Linked DNA regions of Mus musculus: regions 2, 3 and 4 are each linked to region 1. A link is a contact called in public Hi-C and promoter capture Hi-C data. All regions are on one chromosome and are shown on one strand. The core of a region is the stretch at or near the end of the contact, and the rest is flanking DNA. Distances in the headings are between cores, read along the strand shown. Region 1 holds the start of Myt1l (myelin transcription factor 1-like). Region 2 has its middle 47 kb from the start of Gm31650. Region 3 holds the start of C630031E19Rik (RIKEN cDNA C630031E19 gene). Region 4 has its middle 120 kb from the start of Gm31569.

What was found. Promoter capture Hi-C pulls out the DNA fragments that hold promoters and counts their contacts. A called contact is a pair of places that touch in the nucleus more often than the background predicts.
Region 2: a contact with region 1 is called in a promoter capture Hi-C map of hippocampal neurons, with 4 times the contacts expected there. The contact joins the enhancer-like site here to the promoter of Myt1l in region 1. A contact is called at or near these places in 3 of 39 promoter capture datasets (the 3T3-L1 cell line, embryonic stem cells and hippocampal neurons), 2 of 115 datasets of contacts at active chromatin or transcription factors (embryonic midbrain and neural progenitor cells) and 2 of 9 other capture datasets (adipose tissue and pancreatic islet).
Region 3: a contact with region 1 is called in a Hi-C map of olfactory sensory neurons, with 2.7 times the contacts expected there. The contact joins the promoter of C630031E19Rik here to the promoter of Myt1l in region 1. A contact is called at or near these places in 3 of 39 promoter capture datasets (embryonic stem cells, hippocampal neurons and pre-B cells), 2 of 484 Hi-C or Micro-C datasets (cortical neurons and olfactory sensory neurons), 1 of 115 datasets of contacts at active chromatin or transcription factors (embryonic forebrain) and 2 of 9 other capture datasets (liver and pancreatic islet).
Region 4: a Hi-C map of the N1E-115 cell line shows a contact between it and region 1, with 2.4 times the contacts expected there. The contact joins the enhancer-like site here to the promoter of Myt1l in region 1. A contact is called at or near these places in 1 of 484 Hi-C or Micro-C datasets (the N1E-115 cell line), 7 of 115 datasets of contacts at active chromatin or transcription factors (VIP interneurons, embryonic forebrain, embryonic hindbrain and 4 more) and 2 of 9 other capture datasets (adipose tissue and pancreatic islet).

The regions. Positions count from the first base shown.
Region 1 is chr12:29,526,086-29,530,597 of GRCm38.p6, forward strand. Myt1l (myelin transcription factor 1-like) reads left to right here and starts at 2,299. Exons shown (of 25, transcript NM_001093775.1): 1 at 2,299-2,711. It overlaps Gm20208 (a long non-coding RNA gene), which reads right to left. Exons shown (of 4, transcript XR_381405.4): 2 at 1,981-2,155; 3 at 1,387-1,738; 4 at 873-1,049.
Region 2 is chr12:29,390,254-29,394,692 of GRCm38.p6, forward strand. No RefSeq gene overlaps it. Among named protein-coding and RNA genes, the nearest start is that of Gm31650, 47 kb to the right of the region's middle. Within about 2 kb of position 1,723, at least 12 of the 459 cell types and tissues checked have an H3K27ac peak or open chromatin away from gene starts, as enhancers often do. A contact at or near this core is called in hippocampal neurons, where this site is marked.
Region 3 is chr12:29,684,613-29,689,202 of GRCm38.p6, forward strand. C630031E19Rik (RIKEN cDNA C630031E19 gene) reads right to left here and starts at 1,833. Exons shown (of 4, transcript NR_046080.1): 1 at 1,752-1,833. The region is part of intron 3 of Myt1l (myelin transcription factor 1-like); the gene reads left to right.
Region 4 is chr12:29,318,868-29,323,433 of GRCm38.p6, forward strand. No RefSeq gene overlaps it. Among named protein-coding and RNA genes, the nearest start is that of Gm31569, 120 kb to the left of the region's middle. Within about 2 kb of position 2,779, at least 3 of the 459 cell types and tissues checked have an H3K27ac peak or open chromatin away from gene starts, as enhancers often do. A contact at or near this core is called in the N1E-115 cell line and VIP interneurons, where this site is marked.

The sequences.
Region 1 (4,512 bases), core at 1,049-3,548:
GTTTGTGTTTTGTAAAGGGATGCTTTGTCTTTCATAGAAAGGGAGACACATTTTCATTCTACTCGAATTTCAGTTCTAACGTCACCCTGGAGTGACCACACAACCTGTGGATGGTCTACCTACCGCCCAGATGGATGCCTGTGTGGGACTCCTGGGACCAGGGTTGAGGACATAGGAGAATTCGTGCTCCCATTTTTTTTTCTATTGACCGAATGATTCCTATTCTTTGCTTCAGAGAACATCCGATATGGTACCCAATCAGCTGAAAAGGCTGCACATACGTCATTAGTTCTGGGGGTGGGGAGGAGAGATGGAGGGAGGAGGGGAACGAGGAGGAAGAGAGAGAGAGAGAGAGAGAGAGAGAGAGAGAGAGAGAGAGAGAGAGAGAGAGAGAGAGAGAGAGAGAGCCAGAGCCTCAGCAGCTTGCTCCTTGTGGAGTGGAGTCCCCACCAGGGCAGCTCTATTGATTTCTGAGTCACAGTGCCGCAAGATGACTACCAAGCAGGAGGAGAGCCACAGCTCAGAGAGAGGCAGGGATTACAGGAGAAGATAAAGAAAGAGCAGTGCTGGTAGCTCTCCCTCAGAATCATTTATCTGTTACCAAGAGAGCAGTTGAGAGAATGTCACTGAATGGTCCCTTAACTTGCAGTAGAATGGATAGGAAATGCACAGTATAAATGAGTTTTTAAAAAAATCAAGCTGTTTTTGTTTTGTGTATGGAGGTTTTTGTTGTTGTTTTGTTTTGTGTTCTTTGAGGAAGAGAGATGAAATGATTTAATGTCCCAATGTCTTAAAAAAGAAAACCTGAAATTTTTGATATAGATATTTAAAAATATGGTTTATAAAAAAGGGATTTTCAAGTTACACCTGGGAATTTTTGAAAAGAAATGAGATTTATTTGCAATAAACTTTGTCCAACTGCAGCATTCAGTGGCTTCTATTTTCCCATGTTCAGACTGTATGCTGCATGAGATCCGGAGAATGGAGACAGTCTGGTAGAAAAGCTTCAAGCAGGAGCAGGCTTCACCTGGGCTGCTTCTAGCTTTGGGCTGTGAGCCAAAGAGGCAAGCATTAGATGACCCCCTCCCCCCAGCTCTGTGGCTAAGGCTTGGGCTAGAAATCCCTGTTTTTGTCAACCTCCACATCACATCCAAGACTTAACCATCACTTTCCTCAGAAGAAAGACAACTAAGTTCAGTTTTAAAATAACAGCGTTGTCAGGCGGGCTGTCTGCATGTGAGCAGTGGAAAATTAGAATCGAGCAATCCGTCCCCCCACAACCCCCGTGGCACACACATGTGAAGCACACGCGCGCTCGCGCGCGCGCGCGTGCACACACACACACACACACGCGAGTAGCAGTCGGTTAAGAGGAAAGGGTGATACCTTTTTAAAAACCGAAAGGCAGTAAGCCATTATTAGCAAGAGCTATATTGAGCGTGCTTGTCAGACAGGCAACAAAGCCGAGCTCCAGTTCCGCCCAGACATGTGCCTTGCCATTTTCATTTTAATCAGCCTGCTCAGGATGGCTGCTGATTCATTTTGCAGGATGTCCCCCTGGGAGCCAAGGTGGAAGCCTCCGGCGGCGGGTGAGCTGCTCTTGCATCTAGGCAGGATGCAGCAGGGCACACAGAGGGGAGAGTGAGGAGGAGGCTAGCGGGAGGGGAGCTCACCCACAGGCTCACTCCACAGTTCAATATGGCTAGTTAGCCGGTCCTTCATGAAACCGTATCTGCTACTGCAGAAAATATAATGAAAGAAAGAGAAAAGAAAAGAAAAAACTGTCAAATTGTAGGATCGTCATTTCATTATCTAGCAACTACGCCCCCCCCCAACCCCACCCCTGGACATTAAGTGGCTTGGACTGCTGGTTATTCTCATGGTCAGCGTATACATAGATGCACACACACACACACACACACACACACACACACACACACACACACACACACACACACACACACACATACACATACATACCTGGTAACTAGCTGGGGTGGTATACCTGATTTAGCTGCAGACTTTGATTTGTAGGACTGACAACCTTATTATGCAGTGAGCTTATTATTGATATTATTCTGCTCTCGGTTGCCATGGCCACCTTGTGAGAGACATTCAATTTTCTCTCTTCCATCATCATTATCTATGAGGCCATCTGTTGTGGAAAATGAATTCAGCCTCATTTGCATGACTGATAAGCAATTTTTTTTTTATCTATTTAACAGAAGGTCATATGCCGGGGATTTGGAGCTCGTGAAAAAAAAAAGTGGAAAAAAAAAAAAGCCTAGGAGAGGATGAGTGGAGCTGCGTGCATTAGGGGCTGGCTGTGGAGGTAAAGCAGATCTCTTAGGCCCGCTAGCCTCTCCTGCTGCATGTGTCATTCCTGCCCGCGCGACATTTTCCCCCTAAGCTACTGCACACAAAACAGAGCGAGAAAGCTTCTCCCTGCAGTCTTCTTGGAGGCCTCCTGGTTTCTCACCCATTGTTGGTGGGTGTATTTCAATTTTTTGATTCCCTGGACTGTGGGTTATGAAATCAATGCTGCTGAAGACAAAAGCAACCTTCCCTGCCTCTCGGTGCTATGCGTGGTCCTCCTCGGCCTCCCACTTGTGGGGGAAAGGGTTTTCTCTTTCTTTCTGTGTGTTTTGAGCCAGCACAGTTACCAAAATTGAACTTGCCGTCACTTGTGAGCGGTGTGGTCATGGTGTGAGGTACGTGATGCTCGTTAGGTTAATTCTTTGGACTCAGGGGTCAGGATCTGTTTTTGCTGTAGCTCATGGCTTCTGCTGCAGACCTATTGTTCGTTCCTTTTTAAAGTTATTTTTATAGCGTGGCTGGTGGCTGAGAGGTTCCTGAGGTACAGGTCTTCAGTCCTCAGAAGCTGGTCTTTAGAGCAAAAATGGGTAATAGATTGCATGCCTGAACAATGATTTTTGTTTATAAAAAGAAATAAAAAAAAATGAGAAAACCGAAAAACTTACTGCATGTCTGGAGGTCGGTGATTTGGGCTGAAGTAACTTCCTGAGAGTGGCTAACTTCACTTTACAAACAAGGAGGGATTTTAAGCAAGGGCTGTGGGAATGTTAGCTACTCCTGAGGCACTGTTGTCTTGGTCTAATTATAGAAAGAAAGTTTGTTGATGTTTATAAAACTGATAAACTCAAATAAAGATTTTAAACAATAACCTCAATGTTTGAAGTTCATAAAAACAAAACAGCACCTAAGTTCTAGCAGAATATGGTTTTTTAAAAATCACCTCATAAGCAAAAAGTTGAGTCTTCACACTCTACTTTCCAGGTAGATCTGAATAAATAATAAATAATATAAATATTCACCTGAGTGTGAAATATACAAAATATACAGTAGAGTTTGACCAGAGCGTTAATTTAATCACGACAAATTTCTTATATCTTGAAACTATATATGCTATCAATCATGATGTTGTTAATTTAATTGGGATAAAGTGATTTGTTTAACAACTCTTTTGTTCAAGTGTTTATACTTTTTGCTAACACCACAAACAAAAGCTCCCATAACACTTTCACAAGCATGAGAGAGTCTTTCTAATTGTTTAACTTTATAAAAGAGATGCAGCTTTTGAAGTGAGAAAGTCAGGTATATTTTACATGTAGATAGACATGTTTACTCTAAAAATGGAAGTATTTTATTCAAAATTCCTTTTGAAAACAATATTATAAGATTAACTTTTAGTCTACCCCAAACTATGAACCCAAAGTACTAATGGTGCATTTTAAATACAAGTGTGCAGCATGCATCCGCCTCAAAGAACTTTATTGTCTTTCCTTCCTCAATTGACCCAAAGGAGCATAAATGATTGAATTGCTTCAGTGTAGTATAGTAAGTCATTTGGTTGAAACTCTCCTTAAAGTTATGCTTCACTATTACATTTTATTTATTGTAATATTTGTTTATGGTAGACCACTGCAGGGGTGTTTGTATGTTGATACACTTTTAAAAACTCTTGCTTCGGCCCCCTTCTCCTAATCAGTCATTTAAAATATATTTTTAGCTTGAATGTAGGGAAAATAAATTAACATTAAATATTAGTTACACAGTTCAAAGCTTCAAACTGTAAAATGTGGACAGTCTGTGAAGACTCCTGAAATGATTTCCCTCAGAGGACTACCAGCAGGGTGGTGGCTGGAGCCACAGTGTGCTCTGAAGGGCTGTGTGGCCGCCTTTTGATTTCTACCTTCAGCCTTCAGATTTGTGAATCAGATCTGTCAACTTCTGCAAATCCTCGGACAGAGAGCACAGTTGATTTCCCCCCTCCCCCCTCCCAAAGTTAATCACCCATCTTGGTTGGCTTCCTCCTTGCCTCCCTGACATTTGACTGCCGCTAATTCACTGATTAATCTCATTAATGTGATTATAGCAGGATTTGGAGCTAGCCGCCATTGTTCTGTAGACAGTGCTATTCAGGCTGAGCACTTTCCACCCCATTCAGTTTGCTGTGATTTTTCAAAGGCTGGTGGAGGGAGCCATTGTGAT
Region 2 (4,439 bases), core at 473-2,972, 140 kb before region 1:
AACTCAGAGAGAGAGAGAGAGAGAGAGAGAGAGAGAGAGAGAGAGAGAGAGAGAGAGAGAGAGAGAGAGAGAGAGAGAGAGAGAGAGAGAGAGGGAGAGAGGCAAAGTTTAAGAAGAGAGGGCAAGGCTTTTTAAAATACTGTATCTGTACTTTTGTAAGGGGTAAGAAAAAATAAATTTTGACCATAGCAGCTAAGAATAAAAGTCAAGTGTTCCCAGAGACACCTTGGCAGATGGAGATGGAGTTGTTTGCTGTTCTTTCACAGGGGCATTGGCAACTTGGCAAATTGGACCTTCTAGTCCCTAGTGTCCCTTGCCAGAGCACTCTTGACTTACAAGCAAAAGAGCAAACACTCCAAATCAGAGTCATCCACTTTGACCCACACTGCCTTGGAGCACTGTGGACTGGCTAGGAATTGCGGTGTGTATGTTGCATGTTTATGATTTTTTTGTTTTTAGAGAGATGCAGATACTTTTCATCATATTTTAAGAAACTGTGTTCAAAGGTAGTGATAAACATCACTGTACTCAGGTCAATATAGTCTTTGATGGGAAAATGTGTGTGGGTTTCTACATTGATAGCTTTGATAATCAAGTTGATTCCTAACTGCAGGATAAACATGCTAACGGTCAAGCCATCAGGAAAGGTGACCTTCTATGTGCAGGGTGTGAATCCCAACCAAGGCCTCCCAGCACACACCTGGACCGCAGGGTCTTCACTGTGGAGAAACCTAAGGCTTGCCTATTCCAGCCCCTGTTCTGTGCTTGGAGCATCATTGTAGCAACATGGACCTTGATGCTCCTCTATTCCATGGCTCCTCCTTGCCAGGCCTGAGAGCTTTGAGTGACACAGCAACCTTGACTGAGGTATATGCTATCATGCTATGAGGTATATGCTGTCATGCTATATTCTTCCTTTATGGCATGGAATAAGCAAATATCTCTTAAATAAGAAAAGAGTTTTGACCAAAAGAAGTATTTGCCAAAAGACACTATTACATGGAGGGGCAAAGGGTTCATCAGTCCCCACCCACAACTGAGTTATGGGCATTGATGGCTTCTAGATGATAGTTTTCTTTAAGGGTATAGCCTTTGATACCACAGTGCTACAGTGGATGGTCCCACACAGTATATGGACAGTAAAATTGGACTTAACAGATTATTAAAACAAAACAAAACAACTACACAAAGCATAGTAATTATAAAGGGAGGATGAGTTGGAAAGGAGTTAGTGGAGAAATAGGGGTGAATATGACCAAATAACTTATGTGAAATTCTCAAAAAATTATTAAAATATTCTTTAAAAAGATAGAGATAGCTTGAGGACAAACCTGGGGGAGAAGACAGAGATGCTTGTGACTAGAGAAGAATATGTAAAGAGCTTCAACAACAAGAGAAATTTTGAAATAGGCAAGCAATTTAAGCAGATAGCTCACAAAACATGTTAAAATTGCCAGTGCATAGTTTACAAAGTGCTCAACTTCCTTTATGCTCAGGAATGTGAAGTTAAAATTTCAATGTGATACTACCACGAACAACGTTAGAAGAGCTAAAAGAAAACCACAAACTTCCAGGGTCAAGGAGATGTAATGTGGAATGGCCAAATTTCTCCTTTATTTCTGGTGGAATAAAGCTCTGGGAAGCAGATGGGGAGGCAGCTAGATTACACAGCGCTGTAGCATCGTTCCTAATGACTCAGATCTGGAAACTTACCAGAAGCCCAGTAGTGCTAGGAAGACTCCAGGCATAGAGATGGAGTCACATGTGGTGCTGTGAGGGCTGGGGATGACTCCATCAGAGCCTCTTGCTGCAATCTGATAGATCTTCTGAGCAACGCTTGGCATGAGAGACTCCATCCTACCTGACCCTATTATGTAAGTTCTAGAAATGCAATAGCAATCTGTGGCAATGTGAGTCAGAAGAATTACCCTGGAAGTAGGTAGGGCTAAAGCCAAGGGGACTCAGGTGGTTAGACTGTTGGTGAACAGATCACAAAACCCCATTGTACTGAATCTTATATTCCTATGCTTTTACACTTTTACTCATGGATGCTGTACATTTAGTTAGGGTTTTACGACTGTGAACAGACACCATGACCAAGGGAACTCTTATAAGAACAACATTTAATTAGGGCTGGCCTAGAGGTTCAGAGGTTCAGTCCATTATCATCAAGATGGGAACAAGGCAACATCCAGGCAAGCATGGTTCAGGAGCTGAGAGTTCTACATCTTCATCTGAAGGCTGTTAGCAGAATACTAACTCCCAAGCAGCTAGGATGAGGCTCTTAAAGCCTACACCCACAGTGACACACCTACTCCAACAAGATCACACCTATTCCAACAGGACCATGCCTTGTAAAAGTACCACTCCCTGGGCCCAGTATATACAAACCACCATACTATATTTTAATGAGACACCGCCACTCACATTTCTTCATCGAGAGCCATGTACCTTAGTGGATTTTATTCATGATGTTCCAAATCTTTATTTTCTCCATCTGATTTTTGTGGTTTGCTGGAGATCAGAATTTTTAAGTGTGCAGGTTGACCTTGCTCATATTCATACATCCAGCTCAGACATATTAATCTGATTCCTAGAGAGTCATCAATATAAGCTTCACACATTTACACAAACTTTTTGACACTCTGTCTTCAAGGTCTCAGTAGAACTTGGCACATCTGATTCTCTAATAAGAGGTGTTTCCACAAGAGATATTTTATCAATGTTATTTTTCTGAGCATGTGTGGAGGTGTGGTTATTGGAGTCCTTGTAGGCTTGTTGTATGAACACACCTATGAAAGAAGGTCACTTGTGCCATTTTGCGGGGAGGTGGAATAAAAGAAGGGTGATTTCTAACTCTGTGCACTCTCCATGCCCATAGACAAAATTTCATTTTTCTATGTTGTGTCTTAGGGTTATTATTGCTGTAATGAAACACCATGACCAAAGCAATGGGTTTGGGGAGGAATGGGTTTATCCAGTTTATTTTCCCCATCACAGTTCATCATCAAAGGAAATCAGGACAGAGTTCAAGCAGGGGAGGAACCCAGAGGCAGGAGCTGATACAGAGGCCATGGAAGGGTACTGCTTACTGGCTTGCTCCCACTGGCTTGCTCAGTCTGCTTTCTTATAAAGCCCGGGGTCACCTGCCCAAGGGTGACACTGTGGGCTGAGCCCTCCCCCATCAATCACTAATTAAGAAAGTGCCCTACAGCTAGATCTTGTGGAGGCATTTTCTTTATTGAGGCTCCCTCCTCTTAGATGACTATACATTGTGTCAAGTTGACATAAAACTAGCCAGCACACAGGGCCAAAGAGCACACATGCTATGTCTGTTTGTATCTGTCTTTGGCCTCACAAGTAGGGGCTTTCCTTGACTGAGAGCTCTGCTGATTGACAGCTATTCCCTCAGTGAGGACTACTGGGATAGGACACAGATTGCATCCTGCCTGCAGAGTCTGGCCCTGTGTAGACATCCCTGTCCCCAGGCAGTGGAGACTTCTTTACGGTCACAATTATGGTGGGTGCCTGGCCACATGTTCCTGACTCTTTCCACAACCATCTTCTCAATCTCTTTTCTCTTTTCCCTCTTTTAAAACAGAAACTCTCAGATTTTTAAAGGAAACTCAAATTCTTCTCATGACACTTTTAAAGAGCTCCATGGTCTTGGTTCATAATGACCTTGTTATCTATGAATATTTAATTCTAATCATGCATCAGAAGAATGAGGGCGAGCCTGTAGACCTTGTCTTTATTTCCTTCCTTCTTACAATACGATTTGATTGTGACACTATGTACCCACATCCTCTAAAAGCTTTTGTGTCTTAATGCTGTATACCTATGACCCCACATGCACACACAAGAGTGCTCCTGTGTGTGTGCATACACATACACATGCCCATGTACACACGTACAAGCACACTCACAAGTACAGAACTGACCATGTACACACACATACACACTCTTGCATAAGCACACACACACAAGCACATACATGCCCATGTATACACACATATACACATACATGCACATGCACAAGCACACACACAGATATACACACAGATACACACACACACATACACATACACACATTTACTGGGCTTCCTTTACAAGTCATTTTACAAATGCCTCTATCATGTGACCTTTGCTGGTACTTGCACTTGGCAGGGTGCAAGGTCTGCCTTGCTGTTCTGTTCTCTGCACATGGGCTGTTCCTGATGTAGCACACAGGCCTTAGTAAAGAGGTGCAGCCTTGAGGCACAGCCCCAGATAGCCTTCCATGCTGGGAATTTGCAGGGCTCTAGTGCCAGCACTGTGATTATGTGAACTTGAAGCAGTACTTGGGTCTGAGAATTGTCCTTGAGTGTATTCTACAATAAATTATTTAAGTGAGCCGAGGAAGAACTAATTGGTTAATAACCATAATTGGGATTAAAGAG
Region 3 (4,590 bases), core at 583-3,082, 160 kb after region 1:
AGATGCAGAAAGACCCTGCACTGGCTTTACAGCTATTTTTTTTTCTTTTTAATGCCTAACACAGAATGAAGAAGAGATGAGAACAGGCTTGCCTTCTGAAACAAGCAGCAGCCTCCGTATCTCAGAGCTTACAAGCAGATGGAGACCAGAATCACATGAACCACACAGGGAATTAGGAGGGGTGGGAGGAGCTTGGGTGGTCAGCGGGGCTACAGGAGTGAGGAACCCCCATTTGCAGGGTGGTGGGAGATGATAAAAGCCCTGCAGCTAGGCTGCATTCCTCAAAGGAGGGATGATTTAGCCCATTTGACTACTAAGAAACAATATGTACTGGTTGCTTTTCTCGCTGCCATGATAAACTATGAGAAAGGGTTTAGGGTACACAGGTTGAGGAGAAGTCCATTGTGACGAGGGAAGATTTGGCTGCTGCAGCATGAGGCAAGAGGTCACTTTGTGTCTGCAGTTAGGAAGCAAAGAGGGATGAACAGTGGTGCCCGGCTCCCTTTCTCCTTTGATTTCAACCAGCACCCCCACTCAGAGATTGGTGTGGCCCACATTTCGGGTGCACCTTCTCACCTCAGCTCACCTATTCTAGACCTCCATCCACAAACAGGCCTCGATTTGTCCTCCAGATGATTCTGGGTCCTCACAAATTGACAGTCAGTTACTACAAAGTATCAGGTCTTGCTCTGGAGAGAAACGTGAGCTATCTGTACCCAAACCTCTGGCCCAGGGGAATTTACAGCCCTCTGCCTCTCTGGAAGGGTCTGTAAAATGCCAGATCATCTTTTAGATTGGGTTTTATTTCTCAATAAAATATATTAGATAGTCAGCTGAGTTTTCTCTTTTTTACATCTACATCTACACACACACACATACATGACCGTGGAATGGGGTGCATTTTTGTCTTTTTTACAGAAACCACGTATTTCTCTAGGATTGAAAGCAAATACCACATTTGCACTTTGTAGTCAGAGTGTTCAAACAGTAACAGGTTTTTAACTTGGACACTGAAGTAGTGATTTACTATTGCATCAAGTCTTGTGCGTGCAAGAATGTGAACACCTATCTTACTTCTAAGACTAACAGCAATTCTAACACTGTAAAAGTGAAGTCTGCGTTGCTGTGCCTTGTGTCAACGCTAATTGGGATCCTGACTCTTGTCAGCAACTAAGGGCAAATAAGTGATGAGCAGAGGTGACACCCAATCTGGCCTTGAGCCAAGGACGTGACCTAAAGGTAGAACAGAGCATCCCATTCCTATTGCAGTATGGAGAGATGACCATTTATTTCTTGAACCACATTTTGGAATTCAAAGACTTAATCTAGTACTCCATGTCGAGATAAATTTTTAATATATTCATTATATAAAACCTGAATTTTTAGTTTCCCTTAATTGCTCAGTGGTAATGACTCCCAAATACAATGAGATATTTATGAGTTGCCACCCCACACAATGTTCTCATGTAGTGCTACTTAGGAATGGCAAACACAGGATTCCAAGTGCCTCTTTATGTACATCAAAAGTACCATGTAATTTTTACAGCAATTTATTATTACAATTAGTATTTGCTACCATCAAATTGCCCAGCAATTTGTCCCCACACCATTTCAATATGACCATGCCAATATCTGTTTCATCTCACTGAAAAAGCACGCAGGGAATACCTCCTGTTGGTGCTTGACTTCTAAGTCAGCATCCAACACAACCAACTACAATCTCCATGGACAGCTCAGCAGCTCAGACTCACCTCAGCAGTCTCTCTTCAGCATAGGACAGTGCTCAACGCCCCAGGGGTGATGGCTGTCGCCAGGGAGGCAAATGTGTATCCTGGTAAAGGCTCCCCGCTTGCCTGTAAGTGCCGTGCTCGGCGTCAGGGCTCCTGACAGGGCTCGCTCTATCTCCCTTTGCTTGTCACAGACACTCAGTGCTACAAATTCAGTCAAGCTGTTAGAGAGGAAGCTGGAGAGAGAAAGGGAGAGAGGGAGCTGAGGGTAATTGTTAGATTTCATTTTTAACCCATTGTCAGAGAAATCCCTATTTTGTTTGAAAAACAAAAAAAACAGAAAAACAGTAAACTGAACAAATAGCAGAGATGATTTAATATTGACTGGTAGTCAGTAGCCAGGAGGCCAAGGCTGGCTATAGCTACCACTGGTAAGTTTTGACCAGCTTCCAAGCGTTATTGAGGGGCAGCACGCTGTGAGGCTAACCACGGTCCCCTTTGTTTGTAGTGAGCATCTCTGTGATTGACTTCACAGCTTCCAGATAACTGATTAGCTTCTTTAGACGTCCCTGGGACCACTGGTTCTGGCATCTTTCCCAATGCTGCCTGTATCCTCATGATTCTCCTGATGGTACCCAAGCTATCATTCTTCTTAGTGTTTGCATACCTGTTACTTTGCACATCTCCAGTTAAGATTTTGGTATGATATCTTTACCTTGCACATTTCCCAGTTGATATGTATCCATACGTGTTTGGATTTAATCATGTTTTCCATGTCAATACCTTGAGATGGTTTGAAGTACATGGCTCACAGGAGCCTGTCAGAACTCCTTGTTCTCCTTTGTTGCTAGTTCATTTGTTTTATTATTTAAAGACACGGTCTCACTATGTATCTCTGGCTGTCCTGGACTCATTATGTAGACTAGCCTGATCTCAGACTCACAGATATCCTCCTGCCTCTGCCTCCCCAGCAATGGAATTAAATGAGTGTGCTACTTACTATGACTCTCAAGTTTCTCACTTTAACGTGGTCTCAAACTATTACATGGGAAAATTTTTGCCCTGTGACTCCTATTGTTACTTTTCATACTACCTTAGGAATCACTAATATGATTTATTCAGTTAAATACAAACACATGCGTCTCTGACAACAAGCAACAGCTTGGCCCTACTATGTACATGGGACTGTGCTTGTTACATACCTATATTTAACAGTCACATACTCCAAACATAAGCAAAAGAACTATAGGATGCAGAAAACATAAAAAGCATGTGTTTGTATTTTTTTATTTTTATTACTTATTTATCCTCTTTGTGTGCATGTGTGTGTGTGTGTGTGTGTGTGTGTGTGTGTGTGTGTGTATCCTATAGTGCATTTGCTGGAGTCATTCCTTTCCTCCCACCACGTAGATCCTGAGAATTGAACTCCTGTCATACAAGTGCAATTGTAATTGGTCCAAGAAAATCAAGTGCGTTTCCTTGCTGCTGAGCCCTTCTGCTGGCCCTCTTATTGCATTCCCAAGGTTGTGTGTGTAACTGTCATGGTTCTTTACCAACTTTGAGAATTGTCACCATTTCCTCCATATCATCAGCTTCCTTGTTCATATCTTCAGCTTCCTTGTTCGTATCGTCAGCTTCCTTGTTATCTGCTACCTTGTCTTCTATTCCTCATTACCTCTGTTTATCCTGATGCTCTGCCTCTGGCCATGGTTTTCTTGCTCAGTACACTCAGTGTAATCACCTAGGAATCGAGTATTAAGGAGACAGTGCAGCCAGCATTGTGTAACACCCAGCGGTAATGTCCCAAACTAGAATCAGGGCTTAGACCCAGCCTGGCATCCTCTGAATATGGCTCTCAGACTTCCACCATGCCTTACTCTGAAGTCCACTGTCCACTTGCGCGAGGGCAAGAGTTCAGGGGTCCTGTGGCCCTATGACCCAAATTCAGATCACAGCCTAATCTTTCCCTACTACCACCAATTTTACCTACTTTGTCTTTACTTGATTCTTCAGCATTGAATTTCATTCAAAAATATCTAATGCAGTGTGTTGATCTTAACTGTGTTTGGAGGATGATTGCTCAATCCCTTTTGGAGTCACAGTAGATGTTAGGGAAGGCAGGGGAGACAGGTAGCTATTGTGTGAGTTCAGGGGAGAGCCCAGGGTCTACCTGAAAGTCTGTGCAAAGACATGATAAGGAGCTTACATACATACATACATATATGAGAGAGAGAGAGAGACAGAGACAGAGGGACAGAGACAGAGACAGAGAGACAGAAACAGAGACAGACAGAGATAGAGAGACAGAGACAGAGAGAGACAGAGGGGGAGGGAGAGGGAGAGATGCATTTTTGTCTTTATTACAGAAACCAAAATGTCTCTGGGATTGAAAACAAATTTACACTTTGCTGCCATAGATGATGGCAGGAGTTTGACTTTCTGTGATCTCTAGGATTATAAGCCTGATCATTCTATTCAAGCCTGCGGTGGCCAAGTTCCCCAAGGGGTCAAGAGCAGAGAATGCAGGGGAAAAAAAGACAAGGATTTCTGCCTTAAAGCCAGTGTGAGAAGTGAGCATGGTGCAAAAGTCTGCAGACAGCCTGACCTTCCAGAGGCTTCAGGCACAGCCTTTCAAAGTTTGAGGAAACAGAAGCCCAACTGTCTCCACACAGCAGCGTAGTGATTTAAACCCTCCTCCTGATTGGCCAACTGGACCTCTAACCTAGCTCTCAAGGCCTCAGTTTCCCCGTTTGCATGTGATCACTCTCATGACAGCCTGCACTTCGGGCACATTGCTGCATGGTTTCTTGGGATCCTCACAACGCTGTGGGCTCCATTCAGGAAAGGGTAGTGGGTCACTTAC
Region 4 (4,566 bases), core at 1,529-4,028, 210 kb before region 1:
TACCAGTTATTCTAGGGCCATTTGTTACAAACAACATCTTTGCTCCATCGTGTGGCCTTGCCTGTCTATAAAGGTGTATTTCTGGGCCCTCTGTTCTTTTCCAACCTTCTGTTTGTTCCTTTACTTATACCAAACTTTCTTGGTGGCTGTAGCATCATGGTGGATCTTTAGGTCTGTGTACATGTTACTGTGTTTCTTCCCTTCAGTGCTGGGTTGAGTAACCTGGCCTATGGCCGCTACACATATGTGAGTATGACTGCCACTGTCACAGTTATTAGTGACTTTCCTTGGAATGATGTTGAATTCTCAGAACTATCATTTTTACAACACGAATCATCCGACCCATGACAATGGGACATCCCTTCACCCGATCAGGTCTTCCTTTATTTCATTCACAAGAATTTTATACTTAAGCTAGGTCTATTTTATTAGAAGTATACAGCGAATTTGACTTAGGTTTGGGAAACATAAATGGCAATCATGTGATTGGCTACAAACCCTGTTTCTCCTTGCTGCCATAGAGAGATGTGACAGGCTTCCCTATATTAAGCTTGTATCCTGTTGTTGCCCAAACTGCTTGTTCTTGGTGTCTTTTAATTACGCTGGATTTTATTTATGACCAACCATGACACCTGCAAATAGATTTCTCTCTTTCAACTCTTATGTATTTTGTCTTTATTTTATTGACTATAGCTTCTAGTAGGTTGACTAGAAATAATGAGGGGAAATCTGCATCTTGAACTTGGCCACAATGGGAGAGAGCATCAGTTTCTCACAGGAACTAAGATGCTAGACGCAAGATATTTCAGTAGGTTTTCTCTCAGTCAGCGGAAAGATCCCCTCTGTTCCTAGTATATTCAGTTTTTAATAATTAATAAGGGCTTAATTTTGTCAAGTGTTTTTTCTGTCTATTTATAGTACCACACAATTTCTTTTATGTGTCTGCATGTTTGCATGCATATATGTAGTATGCCATGTGCATGCATTTGCATGTTTGTATGCATGTATGTAGTGTGCCATGTGCATGCATTTGCATGTTTGCATGCATGTATGTAGTGTGCCATGTGCATGCATCTGCAAGCTTGCATGCATGCATGTAGTGTGCTGTGTGCATGCATCTGCATGTTTGTATGCATGTATGTAGTGTGCATGCATCTGCATGTTTGCATGCATGTATGTAGTGTGCTGTGTGCATGCAGTGCATGCAGAGTCCAGAAAAGGGCATTGGATCCACTCCTCTGAAGTTGCAGGCCACTGTGAGCCACCATGTGCTCTGCTGCAAGAGAAGCAAGTGCTCTTAGTCACTGAACCAGCTCCTCAGCCCCCACATGGCAGTTTTCTTGTTTAGCCTACTTATGTGATGACTATACCAGTATTTTTGAGACAGGGTCCCACTAAGTAGCCTGTTTTCACACTAGTCAAAAGCTGAGCTTTCAGTTGTGATTTTCCTCCCTCCACCTCTAGAATGTTGACTCTATAGGCACATGTGACTGATTCATATTTACTAATGTTTTAGTGTGAGCTGACCCCAGGCATCTGGCCTAGGCTCATTGCTTTAAACCCCGTACCTACATAAGTGTGTTAGTTCATTTTCTGTCTCTGTACCATAATGCCGCAGAAGGATAAATTTATGAAGCAATGAGGTTTATATAGCTCAGCTCTCTCTAGAGGTCTAAGGACTTGGTACCAGCCTCTGCTCAGCTCTGTGAAGGACTTATTGGAGATATTATCACGACAGTGAGGGCGTGTGTGGGAGCAATGGGTCATATCACAGGACCAAAGGCCCGAGTGAGGGAAGGGATAGCTCTCCTTCCAAAGCAGCTCACTCATAGTAGCTAGATAGGCTCCCCCAAACTATTGAATCCCTCTAGGCCAGTGTCACTAGTGAAGTCCTACTGGACTCCCCCTCTTAAAAATCCTTCCAACTCACAACATAACCACATTGTAGGGCTAGAGAGATGGCTCAGAGAGGTTAAGAGTACCGGATGCTCTTCCCGAGGTCCAGAGTTCAATTCTCAGCCACAATGTGGTGGCTCATTACCATCTATAGTGAGATGCCCTCTTGTGGCCTGCGGGCATACATGTGGACCAAGCATTGTATACATAGTAAATAAATACATCTTTAAAAAAAAACATACCCACATTGTACAAGTTCCTCCTACTTGGCCTCTTGGGAGGCAGAGCTCCTCCAAACCACAATACTAAAGGAAGCAGAGCAGAGTCTTCAAGGCAGCCTCCTTGCCCCCACAGTGTTCTCTCTAGATCAGACACATAGGTATGAGTAGATCTCTTAATATGTACTACATAGACCAGACACTGAATTAATGAGGTTGGTCACAGGGATTCCTGGGTGACAAGGTAAATTTTGTCTGAGAAGGAAGTGTCCACACTGAATTTCAGGTGAGTCCTCCGATCGATAGCTTCCCAGAGGAGTCATGTGATTGATGCCACGTAGCCCCCGATCACTGGTACCTTGCTTCTGGACATTTCGCCTGGGAACTCCAGGCATGTCTGGTTCATCTTTGTTCTCCAAGTCTACCTGCTGCTCCCTAGCCTAGCTCATACATATTTCCAGGTTCCTACATAGAGCCAACCATACATCATTGTCTTCAGTTCCAGGGTAAACTCTACCACCAGCAGAACTTGGTGGAGCTCCAGTCTCCAAATTCCTTCCAGCAACACTTTACCTAGGAAGTGTTGGTTCTGGGCATGTGCCTTGGTGAGCCTTATTTTCTGTACAGACTGACTGGGCCTTCACCATGGCCTCCTGCCAAAGCCATCTGATCCCTCCTCCTTCCTCATAGTATGTGGTTAGCATCTTAACATGCAAATCCCAGCAGCTGTGCACGTTCCTGGAAGCCCATTTGCCTGTTGTCAGCCATCCTGCCACAGAGACAATGGCACTTGGGGCTTTGAGACCACATCTAATCCCTAATGCTATTTCCTGTAAAATTCCTCTTAATTGTTATCACTTCTCCATCTACGGGTCCCTAGAACATTCTGGTGGTAATATTATGACCACACTTCAGAGCCCTTCTCCTCTTTTAAATCATGCCTTTGGTCCATCTTGCAAAGCTGGACAAGCCAGTCTCTGTGGTTGCTGGAGGAAGCCATCCCCGAGCAGCCACTCTTCCTCTTGAGACCCTCCCCTTGAATGTCAAAGCAGAGCTGTATGGCTCTGAAGTAGGGGTGAGTCCTGTATGCCTCGTGCTACCTTTCTCCTCCCAGGAAAGCATCCACCTTTGTGTGTGTTGGTTGGGGTGAAGGTGTGCTATGCTATTCTCCCATAGAGAACTTCCTGAAAAAAAAAAAAACAAAAAACCAAAACAAAACAAAAAAAAAAACGATACCACATCTGATTTGAGATCTGGGTTGTCCTGTCTTTGACTCTGGAATGACCTAGAAGGTACCATATCCTTAGTGCAGGGCAGCGGTACTTACCACCCAGGTTTCCTTCAGCTACCCAGGGATTTTCCTCCGACTTCCTGAAGTATTTCCCTTGAGGCCTTTGGACACACTCATCTGACAGTGTAGCTGGGGGGTGCAGGCATGCCAGGGAACTCACCTCAGGGAGTCAGCACAAGTTCCTGGCTGACATGATCTTCCCAAATTGTGAGTTACCAGAGTGAGTGTTGCTGTGGTCATATGGACCATGTTGTAAGTGGACAAATGGACCATGGGGTGAGATGTCATACCCTCCCATCCTATTGTGATATCCACACCAACACTACTGTTCTATCTCTCAGGCTCTGTTTTGTTTGTTTGTTTGTTTGTTTGTTTTGTTTTGTTTGTTTGTTTTTTTACTCCTAGTGTATCCTGAACTTGGCTGTTTTTATAACAGGCAATGATGAGAACATAGACCTCCCTTGATTCCTCTCTTTCTCCTCCTCCTCCTCTTCCTCCCCTCCTCCTCCTCCTCCTCTTCCTCCCCTCCTCATCCTCCTCCTTTTCCTCCTCCCTCGCCTCCTCTTCCTCTTCCTCCTCTTCTTCCTCCTCATTCTTCCAGTCTTCCTCTTCTTCTCATTTTCCTCATCCTCCTCCATTTCCTGTTTCTCTTCTCTTCTCCTTTTCCTCCATTTCCTCTTCCTTCTCTTCTTCCTCCTTCTCATTCTCCTCTTCTTCCTCTGTCTCCCCATTCTCTCCTTCCTCCTCTCCTGACCCTTCTTCCCCCTCCTCCCTCTCTCCCCTTTTCTTCCTCCCCCTCCTTCTTCTCCTCTTCATCCTGTGAGGTTAGCCCAGCATTCTACAGCATTTCCTAGGTCATCCCGTGGTCTGGACCTGGAGTTGCCCCAGTTTCCCCTTAGCTTCTTAGGTTCGTTCACTTAGCAAATTCTCCATGCCTGTCTCCTTTCTGGACATTTCTATTTCCTGGGGCAGGGCTTGCCTTTAGGAAGGGTCAGCTAGTCTCTTTCCTTCCTTTGGTTGAAAAAATGCACAATTCAGTGTGGGGGAACCTGAGGTTCTAGGAAAAAAAACAAACCAAAAAACTAGAGACAATAATCCACTTTCAAAAAGCACACTTTATTTCCTGTCAGAATTGTGCTCAGAAGCTAATCTCTTCTGCGG